Regions from separate parts of the Mus musculus genome. Here regions 1 and 2 are each linked to region 3. The links are chromatin contacts, called in public Hi-C and HiChIP or PLAC-seq maps. All regions are on one chromosome and are shown on one strand. Each heading gives the region's core, a stretch centred on a gene start, on an enhancer-like site or on the middle of the called end of the contact. The rest is flanking DNA. Distances are from core to core; before and after follow the strand shown.

Region 1 (3,708 bases), core at 462-2,961, 120 kb before region 3:
TCTCTGCCTTCCAAATACGGATCCCAGTACACACACATACATGACACTAATAGCAAACTCAGTGATTATTTAAAGTATATTTGAAATAAATGAAACTGCAAAACTTAGGGCCGGTGCCTGACAATGACAACCCACACACTACATTATCCATTTACTCATTTTAAGACAGAGTAACATGCAAGCAAGTGCTCTATCACTGTACTACGCCCCTTCCTCATCATGGTTGGTTAGTCTATCATCCTATTCATGTTGTCACAAAAAACAATGAAACGTTTCTCCAAGCAGAGGACAAATGACTTCTTGTCATCTCTCCTTCTTTGGTCCCTGTCTTGGTCTACCATCACTAATCACACCAGAGTGACACCGAGCAAGAAATAGTTAAATATTTGGGATACAGATGTAAATATTTGGGGTATTGGGTACAGATACAAATGTAGGGGGTGGGGAGATGGCCAGGATTTTTTTGTTTTTGTTTATTTGTTTGTTTGATTGTTTTTGAGATGAGGTCTCATGCAGCCCAGGCTGGCCTTGAACTCACTATGTAGCCAAGGCTAGCCTCATTCTTGTGATCTTCCTGCCCACCAGCTCTCAGCTTTTTACAGAAGAGCATTTTCTTGGTTACATAGAATCCTCCCTCTGGCAACAGGCAGGGCCAGTGTAGCTGCTGCTGCCTCTTCTGACTCCATGAAAGTTTGCCTCCACCGGGGAGCTGCGTGAGCCACCTGAGACAGCTTACCTTGTGTAGGCGCAACACAATGCTGTCAAGGCCAGAGTCTCCAGGCAAGAGATGACCTTGCAGTGCACACTCAGCTTTGCCTGGAACTGAGAACTGTTGCAGGTCACTAGGCCTGCCTCTTAAGTGTCAGAATCGTTCCCATAGGGAGATGCTATGGCTGTCTTCATATTGTTACTTTAAAAAAACTTAGCAGCAACCATAGTGAACCTACTTACTCTGTAATCTAATGGGATAAGTAGACTCCAGGGAGAGAAAAAGCTACAATAGTAGCAATCTGGGTGGTCCAGCCATCTAACCGGCTGTCTGTCAAGGTAACGACCTCCCTCCCTGCCTGTACCACACAAGCAACTTGGGCATCCACTCTCAGGTTAGTAGACGCTTTGAAGGGATCACACTTTAGCGGATGCTGAATCGGACGAGCACAGGTGTTCCTTCCAGCTCTGATCGCCTGTTAGCCATTGAGTCAAAGGACAATTACACAAGCTTCCATTTTGCTTGGTTGTGTAGACCTAGACTTTGGATAACAGATGGGGAAACAGACTTTGAAACTAAAAGCCCAAGAACTAGCAGGCTATTTTTATCAGGTGGTTTTGTGTAAGCCTCGGGTTTTAAAAGTTCCCTGAAAAAAAAAAAAAAGTTGTTTGTAGGACTATGCTTGCTTACCAAGACTCTGGTCGGCAGGATAGATCTTAGTAATCCATGGAGAGCAGGCACCGTGGACACGTGCCTAGGTAGTCAGTAGCAGATCATTTATCAAAGCTTACTGCAGTTCCACAAGGACACCCCCAGGGGCTTCCGTTCCGTTTGCTTTGTAAGGAAATATGGCGGGAATTACAGGAACCTTCACTCTTTCTTGTAAGTTAGAGAGAGGCTGCTTCTGAATGAAATTCTGAACTCACAATTGAGGTGAGACCTCTGTGGGATCCCCCTCTGCTGCACTTGGAGACTTCCTGGGACTCAGAGTCCACCCACTTCCTGCTCCTGTGCCCATCACCAGCCCTGGTGTGCTTTGGGGCAGTGCTGGCTGCAGATGCAGCCCCTTGCTCTCCTGCTGAGGCAGCCTGCTCAGCTGTGAAGCTGCCTTGAAGATCACCTCTGACCAGGCTTAAAGCTCTGAAGAAAGAGGCTCTGAGAGCTCTGAGCTTGCCCCCAACCCCAGTCCCCAGCACGGACATTTTTGTTGTTTGCTTAGTATAAATAAGATCATTTGGATATAAATTCTGTCCCCGCTGTTATTATACAAAAACAGCTTTCCTATCTTTGGACTTTATAAATTTACTGTCTGTATAGCCTTTCCATAACAGAACATAAAACTCTTCCTCTCTGACGTTTCCCATTACGTTTTGAGTGTAAACTTAAAAAAAAAAAATTACCCAGTAAAATTCATTTATTTGGAATCAACCTTTAATAAGATCAGGGAAATCTAGAAATTTGGGCAAAAGTTACATGGACAACAGGGGAGGACTAATACAGGGAGTGAGGCATCTGGATAGTGAGGGCTCTGGGGAAAGGAGGTAGGAAAAGTTTAATCAGAGAAATACTAGAAGAAAACTTGATGAAATCCAGGCTGTGTCTTCAGATTGAAAGGTTCGGTAGGCTGCCTTCCTCACGAACTAGAACACCGTGAAGCCCTTCGCTGTGAAATCTCGAAAGCCCTGGCTATAAAGAGAAGTTTCTAGAAAGCTTCAACTTCCTGTTTCCCTAAGGTTCACTCTGAATTTATCTCTGAATTCTCCCATTACGGTTCCTCTTGTTCTTCCTATTGGAGATGGAAGTTTGTCACATACTCAAAACAATATCTTCTCCAACTTCTGTTTCTCCCTTTTTGAAACAGTTTCTCTAGATAGCCCAAGCTGATCAGGATATTGTGATGTACCCCAGGCTGGCTTTGAATTTTTCATCCTCCTGCTTAAGACTCTCAAATGCTGGAATTACAGGCTTGTACAGTTGGGTTCCTCCTCTCTGCACCATTTCTAAATCAGTTCGTCTCAGGCTGAGAATATATAGACTGTATATGCCGCCCAAGGAGCCATCTCTGCAGTAATCACCTGACCTGGGCAGTAGTCAAGTGTGGATCACATATGCACTTGCCCACAGCCGCCTGACCTCTATTACCAGGCTGTCTGCAGAGACTGGCTCCTACTGGCTCTGGCTGCACTCAACCAGCAGCAGCTTCTGGCTTCCTCCTGCTCATGCTGTCTCAACCCCGGGTGGTGGTAGGAGGTGAGATTAACAGGCAGGCAGCAACTGCCACAACACACACATTTTAAAATCGCCAACACCATTGTGAGAATTCTCTGGGATGAGTTCTTGATGGTACAGCCATCCATACTTCGCTACTACAGGGTGGGGGGTGTGGTTGAGACAGTAAAGACACACACACACACAGAGGGGGGAGGGGGAGAGGGAGGGAGGGGGAGAGAGGTAGAGTGGGAGGGGAAGAGGAACAGGGAGAGGGGGAGGGGAAGTGGAACAGGGAGAGGAACAGGCCAATAAAGAACATCCCTCCATGGCCTCTGAGAGAGGGAGAGAGGGAGAGGGGGAGAGGGGGAGAGGGAGGGAGGAGGGGAGAGGGAGAGGGAGAGGGAGGGGGAGGGAGAAAGACTGACAGCAGATGCAGGGACCAGCTATCATGTCTGATGCTCTGTCTGATTCGATACCTCTCTGATTCGATACCTCTCTCCCGCCTCCTTTGTGTTGTAATGATAATCGTTGTACTGGCTAGTTTTGTGTCAACTTGACACAGCTGGAGTTATCACAAAGGAGCTTCAGTTGAGGAAATGCCTCCATGAGATCCAACTATAAGGCACTTTCTCAATTAGTGATCAAGGGGGAAAGGCCCCTTGTGGGTGGGACCATCTCTAGGCTGGTAGTCTTGGTTTCTATAAGAGAGCAGGCTGAGCAAGCCAGGGGAAGCAGGCCAATAAAGAACATCCCTCCATGGCCTCTGCATCAGCTCCTGCTTCCTGACC
Region 2 (3,446 bases), core at 791-3,290, 95 kb before region 3:
TTTTTTAAAAAGTGGTTGTGTCCTATGGCTTACTACTGTAATCTAGCACTTGGGAGGCTGAGGCAAGGGATCTTTACAAGTTCAAGGCCAGCCTGAGTTATAGAGTAAGTTACCTTCAAAACAAGATAAGTTTGGGAGAATAAATATGTAATGAATATTATATCCTCAGTCTATATCAAGACCTGAAATAGAAAACAAACAAACAAACAAACAAAACAAAACAGAACAGAACAGAACAGAACAGAACAAAACTTAGCTCTCTATATGATTGCATACAATTTTTCTAAGACTTCTGGCCCCAGGGAAAAAAAGAAAGGACCCGAACGAGCCCCGCTGAAGGCCTCTGGGGTCCCTGTGCTCCCAGCAAGTTTCTTACTGGTGACTTATGGCCTGCTGCTCGCTCCCAAACTCTCTGCATTCTCCAGTAAATATCTGTGTGTCTGTCTCTGTGCCCGCCTCCCCTGCCAGTACACAACTGGCATCTGTTGTAGCAAAAATTAATTGGGGGTTTCCACCCCACCTTTGACCCAGATAAAAGCCACAAAACCTTTATATTTATAATCACCCTTAACAGCACTAGAGCTGGTCAGATGTCAACCCTCTAAGTTATTGTGTCTACTTCCCTGCCAATAACCCTGAGATATGACTTGCCATCTTCCACCTGGGCCTCTCTTACTCCAACTGGCCAGCCCTCATGGCCAGTTCTCATGAGCCCTTAACCCATGGCATCTTCTCCTCTCTCTTAACTCTCCTCCCCTCCTCATAGTCCCTGCCTCAGATCCCCAAGCCCGGGAATCCCATCTACCTGTCTCCGCCCAGCTACAGGCTGTAGGCATCTTTATTCAACTGATAGTTCTAATTTTTGTGTGTGTGTTTGTTTTTGTTTTTCGAGACAGGGTTTCTCTGTATAGCTCTGGCTGTCCTGGAACTCACTTTGTAGACCAGGCTGGCCTCGAACTCAGAAATCTACCTGCCTCTGCCTCCCGAGTGCTGGGATTAAAGGCATGTGCCACCACGCCAGGCAGTTCTAATTTTTAAAAAAGATTTACTTATTTGTTATACTGTAGCTGTCTTCAGACACACCAGAAGAGGGATGGTTGTGAGCCACCATGTGGTTGGTGGGATTTGAACTCAGGACTTCTGGGAAGAGCAGTCAGTGCTCTTAACCACTGAGCCATCTCTGGAGAGCCCTGATAGTTCTAAATTAAGGAGGAAAGTCACATAGCATCATTTGGTATACATGAGGATCTCCTTGTCTGTGAAGCAACTAGATCTTGTGGGCTGATATTTAGCATCACAGTGCATAGCAACAGGACCAAACCCTCAACAGGCACCTTGCATCGACCTCACTTTGTGCAGCAGACTCCATCCCTATAGATTTCTTTTCACTGCCATTAACTGTTCTCAACATCACCAACTGCTGCCAAATCAAGCCTTAGACACTCCGAAAGGAAACAGATACACAACAGCTCTCCCAGTGACTCGCCCTGGCTGGACTCCTTAAGTCAAGGGTAACAAATGTCTGCTGGCTGGCTGGCTGGCACCTTCTGAAGCACTCTGGTAGAAAAAGCCTTTGTAGATATGGTTATGGTGCCCAGAGGGAATTAGAGATAAGAATCACAGAGCAGATGGGGAACTTAGTAGGGACGGCTGTTAAAAATACGCACCGAGAAGGGGGCATTGAAGAAACGCCTTGACAAACTCGACGTTGAGGGAGCGGCATACACAGACAGGCCGGTGCTAAACAAGAGACCGAGGGAAGTGGACCAGACATTGTAGGGGAGCAAACACACGGAGGGAAACATAGTCCCAAGGTCAAATGGCTTAGCATCTAATCCCCCATCACTCCAGGCTCCGGAGGCTCTGACCTGCTCCAGTCTTGGTCTTGCTCTTCCTTGGTTCCCTGATGTCACAGTGAAAACAACAATACAGTTAAAATGGCAAAGTTGGGAGACACCAGGGACGAGAAATACAAGGCCTGACAGCAGCGTTCAGAGAGCCAAGCTTCACAGACAAGGAGAAGGGCGGAGCTTGGAGGAAAACAGAGGAAGCTGGCGACCACAGGCTTCATTTGGCTTCCCGGAAACTGTACTGAAGCATGCACACAACTCACTGTTGCTCTTTTGTGTATTCTTGCCGCAGATACAGCTAATTCCTGCAAAATCATTGTAAGCATGGCATAGAAGAAAGCCTTCATCTACTCCAGAAGGGAGACTACCTTGGCCCCTGGCAAGGAGTTTTATGTGAGGTAGCCCAGGAGAACTGTACTGTTCTGTTGTCTTGGCATCTGTGTTTCTTAGTGGTCAGAATTTTCCTTTGTGGTTAGACATCCTTGATTCTGCATAGATTGATCCCACTCTATCAGAAACTACAGTACCAGGGCATTCACCTACTCATGTACATCAATGAAGAATCTGTACCCTTAACATAAAACTCAACATCGTGTCGGGCATTGGTAGCACACACATTAAATCCAAGCACTTGGGAGGCAGAGGCAGGCAGATCTCTTCGAGTTTAAGGCCAGCCTGGTCTACAGAGTGGGTTCCAGGACAGCCAGCGCTGCACAGAAAAAGCCTGTCACAAACAAAACCAAACAACAAACTTCAGTGTCATTATAGTATCTTATAGTGTGACTTTGAAAGCCCCCCTTCTTTTTTGTGGGGATCATGGAATGAAATGCTCTAAAAAAAAAAAAAAAAAAAAAAAAGATCTGGTCCACCATGGCTTGGGACAGAAAAGGCTCACCTTGTTGTGCTTAAAGGGGGTTAGTTCAACAGTCAGCTAAATGGCTGACTGGGAGTACAGATTATTGGAAGAGCTATTTGTAAAATGAATTAGAAATTCTAGCTAGCCCATAGAAAAGACACACAATCCAGGTGTTTTCTTTACAAGCTGTCCGCTTAGATTGGGCAGGTTTTGGAGCTTTTCTAACTCACATCCTGGCCATGTGTCCCTTGTTGCTTGCTGTTTCTCCTGGCCACGTGCTCACGGTCCGTGTCTCCTCTCATGGCAGCTTCTGCCTCTCTCCATGTCCTTTCTACTTTCTCCCTCTCTACCTGAGACCCAACGGAAAACCTGCCTGTCATTGCCTAATCACAGGCTTTAGCCTTTTATTGACCAGTTAACTTGCGGAGCAAGGTTCACACACACAAAAAAAGGCTGGTTAGACATGACAATCCACAATCAGATCTTGGGGTATGGAATTTAGCATTCAAATACAAGCTACACCAGACCATCCTCCTACGGCTATTAATGCTTAGACAGAAAGGCAGGAGTACTGGGTTGAGGGGGGATAGGGAGCAGGCTCTGAGGAGAGTTCAGACCCCGAAGGGAGGAATCTCACAGTCTCTGTGGCAGAAATAGGTCTCTCAGAGCTTTCTGAGGATGGGGGAGGTTTTGAGGATGGGGGTGGCAAGAACCTGCCACCAGGCTCTCTGATTCCCAGG
Region 3 (3,755 bases), core at 787-3,286:
CTCCAATTCTGATTGTGTTAGATTACAGGTATATACCATGCTTGGCTTCTACACGGGTGTTTTAAAATCATTATAATGGTTTAGCAAGATGGTTCAATGGATAAAACACTTGCCAAGCATGATGAGAGTAAGAGACAAGCTGCCTAGAACCTACATAAAAGCCTGTCGTATGTGGTTGCCCACTTGTAATCCCAGTGTGTAACCCCAGAAGCAGAGACAGGGGACCCCCTGGGACAAGCTGGGTAGCGGGACCATCTGAACTGGCAAGCTCTTAGTTCAGAGGAGAGATCAGGCCTCAGTAGATAAAGTGGACAGAGATCAAGGGAGACACTGGGTGTCAACTTCTGGTACCCACACATACGTGTCGGGTGCTATACACACTTGTACTCATGCCTTCACACCACCCAAACATACATGTATACATGTGTGCTATACACATGGGAACATACATACTACTCATGCTTGCATAGCACACAAACATACATACATTTTTTATTCACAAAAATAGAACTTAAACAACAAGAAACCCAAGTGCCATAGTATATTCTTCTCTCTCTCACACATGTATGTATGTATGTATGTATGCACATATGTATGTATGTGTTACAAGCAACAATGGCTGTCATTTGGGAGGCTCACCAAGCATCAGCTTCTGACAAATCATAACTTATTTATGTTGATTACATATGAGGTTGATAGTCTGATAGCCATTACACAGATAAAGCTAATGGTCAAGGAACCTGCCCAACCTTTAGATTCAGCCTGTAAACTCAATCAACTAAACTTTCTTTCATTACTTTGTGTGCCTGTGTGCCACATGTGTCCAGTGCCCAGAGAGGGCAGAAGAGGGCACTGGATTCCTGGAGAGCTGAGTTACAGTGACTGTGAGGCCCTTACCATGGATACTGGAAACAGAACTTGGGTCTTCAACAAGAGCAGCTTAACCAGTGGGCTATGTTTCCAGCCCCAGAAAATTATTTTCTTTATAAAACACATAGCTTTACATCTTTTGTTATAGCAAGAAAAAAAAATGGACTGACATCGTGGTCCAGAAGCTACTGTGGGAAGAGAACCATCTGTGGTTGCCAGTGGAGTGGAGGGTGTGGTCAGCGAGGAACAGGGTTTCTAGCTGACAAGGCAATGAGGATGTAGCTCAACCCAGCGGGAAAGCTAAACAGAGACACAAAGTAAGAGCAACTGTGTCTGATGGGATAGAATAACATCTCTGCTATGCATAGGCTAGGTCTGTCTGATGGGAAACAGAGATCGACATACTGCATTAAGTAGCAAAAGCCATCAATATCTGACTTTATTATTATCATTTTAGTTTATCAAAGTGACTTTTTTAAAGGCTAAGAAAAACAAAAGGATATCGCAAAAAGAGAGCAGCGATGAGTACTGATACCATATAAAACATAATTTAATTTAAAAACAGTGGTGCAGTCAGTGATGAGCATGATACAACAGAAAGGACACTCTAAGAGTGTGGTGGTGCACAGCTGTAATCAGGAGGCTGAAGCAGGAGAAAGCGCGCACTTAAGACTAAACCTAAAGTGGGCTGGAGAGATGACTCAGAGGTTAAGAGCAGTGGCTGCTCTTCCAGAGGTCCTGAGTTCAATTCCCAGCAACCACATTACAGAGGGTGGCTCACAACCATCTGTAATGGGATCTGATGCCCTCTTCTGGTGTGTCTGAAGACAGCACCAATGAACTCCTATACATAAAATAAATAGTTCTTTAAAAAACCAAAAAACAAAAAGACTAACCTGAGGTCCACAGCCAGCTACATACCTTGTCTCAAAATGCCTAAGACAAGATGTAAAACATACACTGGCTGCCACCTTGGGTGTATTAGAAACCACAGAAGCTAAACGCATAAAGCACTCTGAAACAGAGAGAACATCAGTTAGTGTATTTTATTTGGAACTATGGAGATTCAGTGAAAGCCAAGTTAGCACTCTGGGTAACATTAGACAGCAGTGAGGCCGAAGCAGTGTGGTTTGGGAAACTCCACCCATGAGACAGTGCCTTGGCTTGGGCCTGTGTGAAACTGAAGACCTGTGAGAAAAGGCAGATGCAGGAAGGACTGTCCTAGGGAGCACTACCTAAGACCCTGGTGTAAGTCACCCTACGCTGTGACAGAAGGAACAATCTACCTCAAGATGGAGGGCAGAGTAGGCAGTGGTGGGGCAGGGGGAGGTGTAGGTGGTGGTGGGGCAGGGGGAGGTGTAGCTGGTGGTGGGGCAGGGGGAGGTGTAGCTGGTGGTGGGGCAGGGGGAGGTATAGGTGGTGGTGGGGCAGGGGGAGGTGTAGGTGGTGGTGGGGCAGGGGGAGGTGTAGGTGGTGGTGGGGCAGGGGGAGGTGTAGGTGGTGGTGGGGCAGGGGGAGGTGTAGGTGGTGGTGGGGCAGGGGGAGGTGTAGGTGGTGGTGGGGCAGGGGGAGGTGTAGGTAGTGGTGGTGAGGTAGGGGCAGTGTAAACCATGGTAGGGTGGATGAGAACAGACCCTGTCTCCTGGCCCCTCTTGCCCACTGTCCCTGGCCTTAAGTCCCCTTTGCAGGATCACAGTCCAGGACATCTCACTCTGCATTCAACGGAGCAGGAAAATAATCATTTAACTGTTTCTGCCAGCCTCAGGACCAATTCCTCATGAAGGCTCCTGTGGCAGCACAATAGTATTAATAACTGTGTGGGCTCTTCTTTTCTTCATCTGTCTTTTGCTCTGAGGGCCTCAGCCAACAACTTAGAACTGTAGGAGGAAAAGATACTTTCTTCTCCTGTTTTAAACCGTAAGTTCTTAGAAAGTACCAAGTAGAAAATATTCATATTTTTGTGCAATCGGGAAACATTACGAAATTCAGTCATATTTCCCATTACAAAAAAAAAAAAAAAAAGAATGATTTCTTTTAAAGTCAGATTTTGTAGACCATGCTTGCTGATAGAAATGGGAAGGCTGACAGGATTTCTAGATGTGTTAAGAATAAGTGGGGGGTTGGAGAGATGGCTCAATGGTTAAAAAGCGCCTCCTGTTGTTACAGAGCCCCCCCTCACCACCACCCTCCGGAGCCCCCCCCCCCCCCCCGCCCCGGGGTCAGTTCCCAGCATGCACTGGGTGACTCCAGTTCCAGGTGATCTGATGCCCTCTCCTGACATTTGTGGGCACCGGGCATGCACGTGGTGCACTTAGATGCAGTAGGCAAAACACTCAGATGTATAAGATACAAGGAAAAGCAAAACAGGAGCAAAAGTTTGGCCAAACTGTAATCAACGCTTGCTTCCTAATTTTCTCTAAAATAGAGCAAAACCAAGGTGGTGTTCCTGGTGCTAGCTACCCCGTAACAACGCTCAAAAGAATTTTTTTTTTTAAGTAGAAAAAGAAAAAAAAAAAAGTTGCCGGGCGTGGTGGCGCACGCCTTTAATCCCAGCACTCAGGAGGCAGAGGCAGGCGGATTTCTGAGTTCAAGGCTAGCCTGGTCTACAGAATGAGTTCCAGGACAGCCAGGGCTATACAGAGAAACCCTGTCTCAAAAACCAAAAAAAAAAAAAAAAAAAAAAAAAAAAGTTATAGGATGCAAAATTTACGATCGGAAAAGCAAAGCGGTGAAGATAGTAGTGGAAACCGTGAGGTAAGGCCAGCAGGGTGAACCAACAGGAGCGCGGATGAGCGAGAGACAAGGAAGCGCTCGCTGGAAGCGGCTGCACCGAGTTAGTTAGGGGTAGCATCTCGCCGAGAGAAGGCTCAGTGGTTAAGATCTGC

What was found. HiChIP or PLAC-seq counts read pairs in DNA pulled down with a chosen protein or histone mark. A called contact is a pair of places that touch in the nucleus more often than the background predicts.
Region 1: a contact with region 3 is called in a CTCF HiChIP or PLAC-seq map of CD8 T cells, with 5 times the contacts expected there. The contact joins two enhancer-like sites. A contact is called at or near these places in 1 of 39 promoter capture datasets (embryonic stem cells), 4 of 15 datasets of contacts at CTCF or cohesin (CD8 T cells, embryonic stem cells and large pre-B cells), 40 of 484 Hi-C or Micro-C datasets (CD8 T cells, ECoMG myeloid progenitors, the G1E-ER4 cell line and 11 more), 17 of 115 datasets of contacts at active chromatin or transcription factors (CD8 T cells, the NIH/3T3 cell line, acute myeloid leukemia and 5 more) and 1 of 9 other capture datasets (embryonic stem cells).
Region 2: a Hi-C map of CD8 T cells shows a contact between it and region 3, with 4 times the contacts expected there. The contact joins two enhancer-like sites. A contact is called at or near these places in 3 of 15 datasets of contacts at CTCF or cohesin (embryonic stem cells and pro-B cells), 18 of 484 Hi-C or Micro-C datasets (B cells, CD4 T cells, CD8 T cells and 8 more) and 8 of 115 datasets of contacts at active chromatin or transcription factors (effector CD8 T cells, embryonic stem cells, large pre-B cells and 1 more).

The regions. Positions count from the first base shown.
Region 1 is chr15:97,447,899-97,451,606 of GRCm38.p6, reverse strand. No RefSeq gene overlaps it. Among named protein-coding and RNA genes, the nearest start is that of Gm41393, 43 kb to the right of the region's middle. Within about 2 kb of position 1,711, at least 29 of the 459 cell types and tissues checked have an H3K27ac peak or open chromatin away from gene starts, as enhancers often do. A contact at or near this core is called in CD8 T cells, where this site is marked.
Region 2 is chr15:97,423,130-97,426,575 of GRCm38.p6, reverse strand. No RefSeq gene overlaps it. Among named protein-coding and RNA genes, the nearest start is that of Gm41393, 18 kb to the right of the region's middle. Within about 2 kb of position 2,040, at least 49 of the 459 cell types and tissues checked have an H3K27ac peak or open chromatin away from gene starts, as enhancers often do. A contact at or near this core is called in CD8 T cells, where this site is marked.
Region 3 is chr15:97,327,747-97,331,501 of GRCm38.p6, reverse strand. All of the region lies in intron 3 of Pced1b (PC-esterase domain containing 1B), which reads right to left. Among named protein-coding and RNA genes, the nearest start is that of Gm33325, 28 kb to the left of the region's middle. Within about 2 kb of position 2,036, at least 5 of the 459 cell types and tissues checked have an H3K27ac peak or open chromatin away from gene starts, as enhancers often do. A contact at or near this core is called in CD8 T cells, where this site is marked.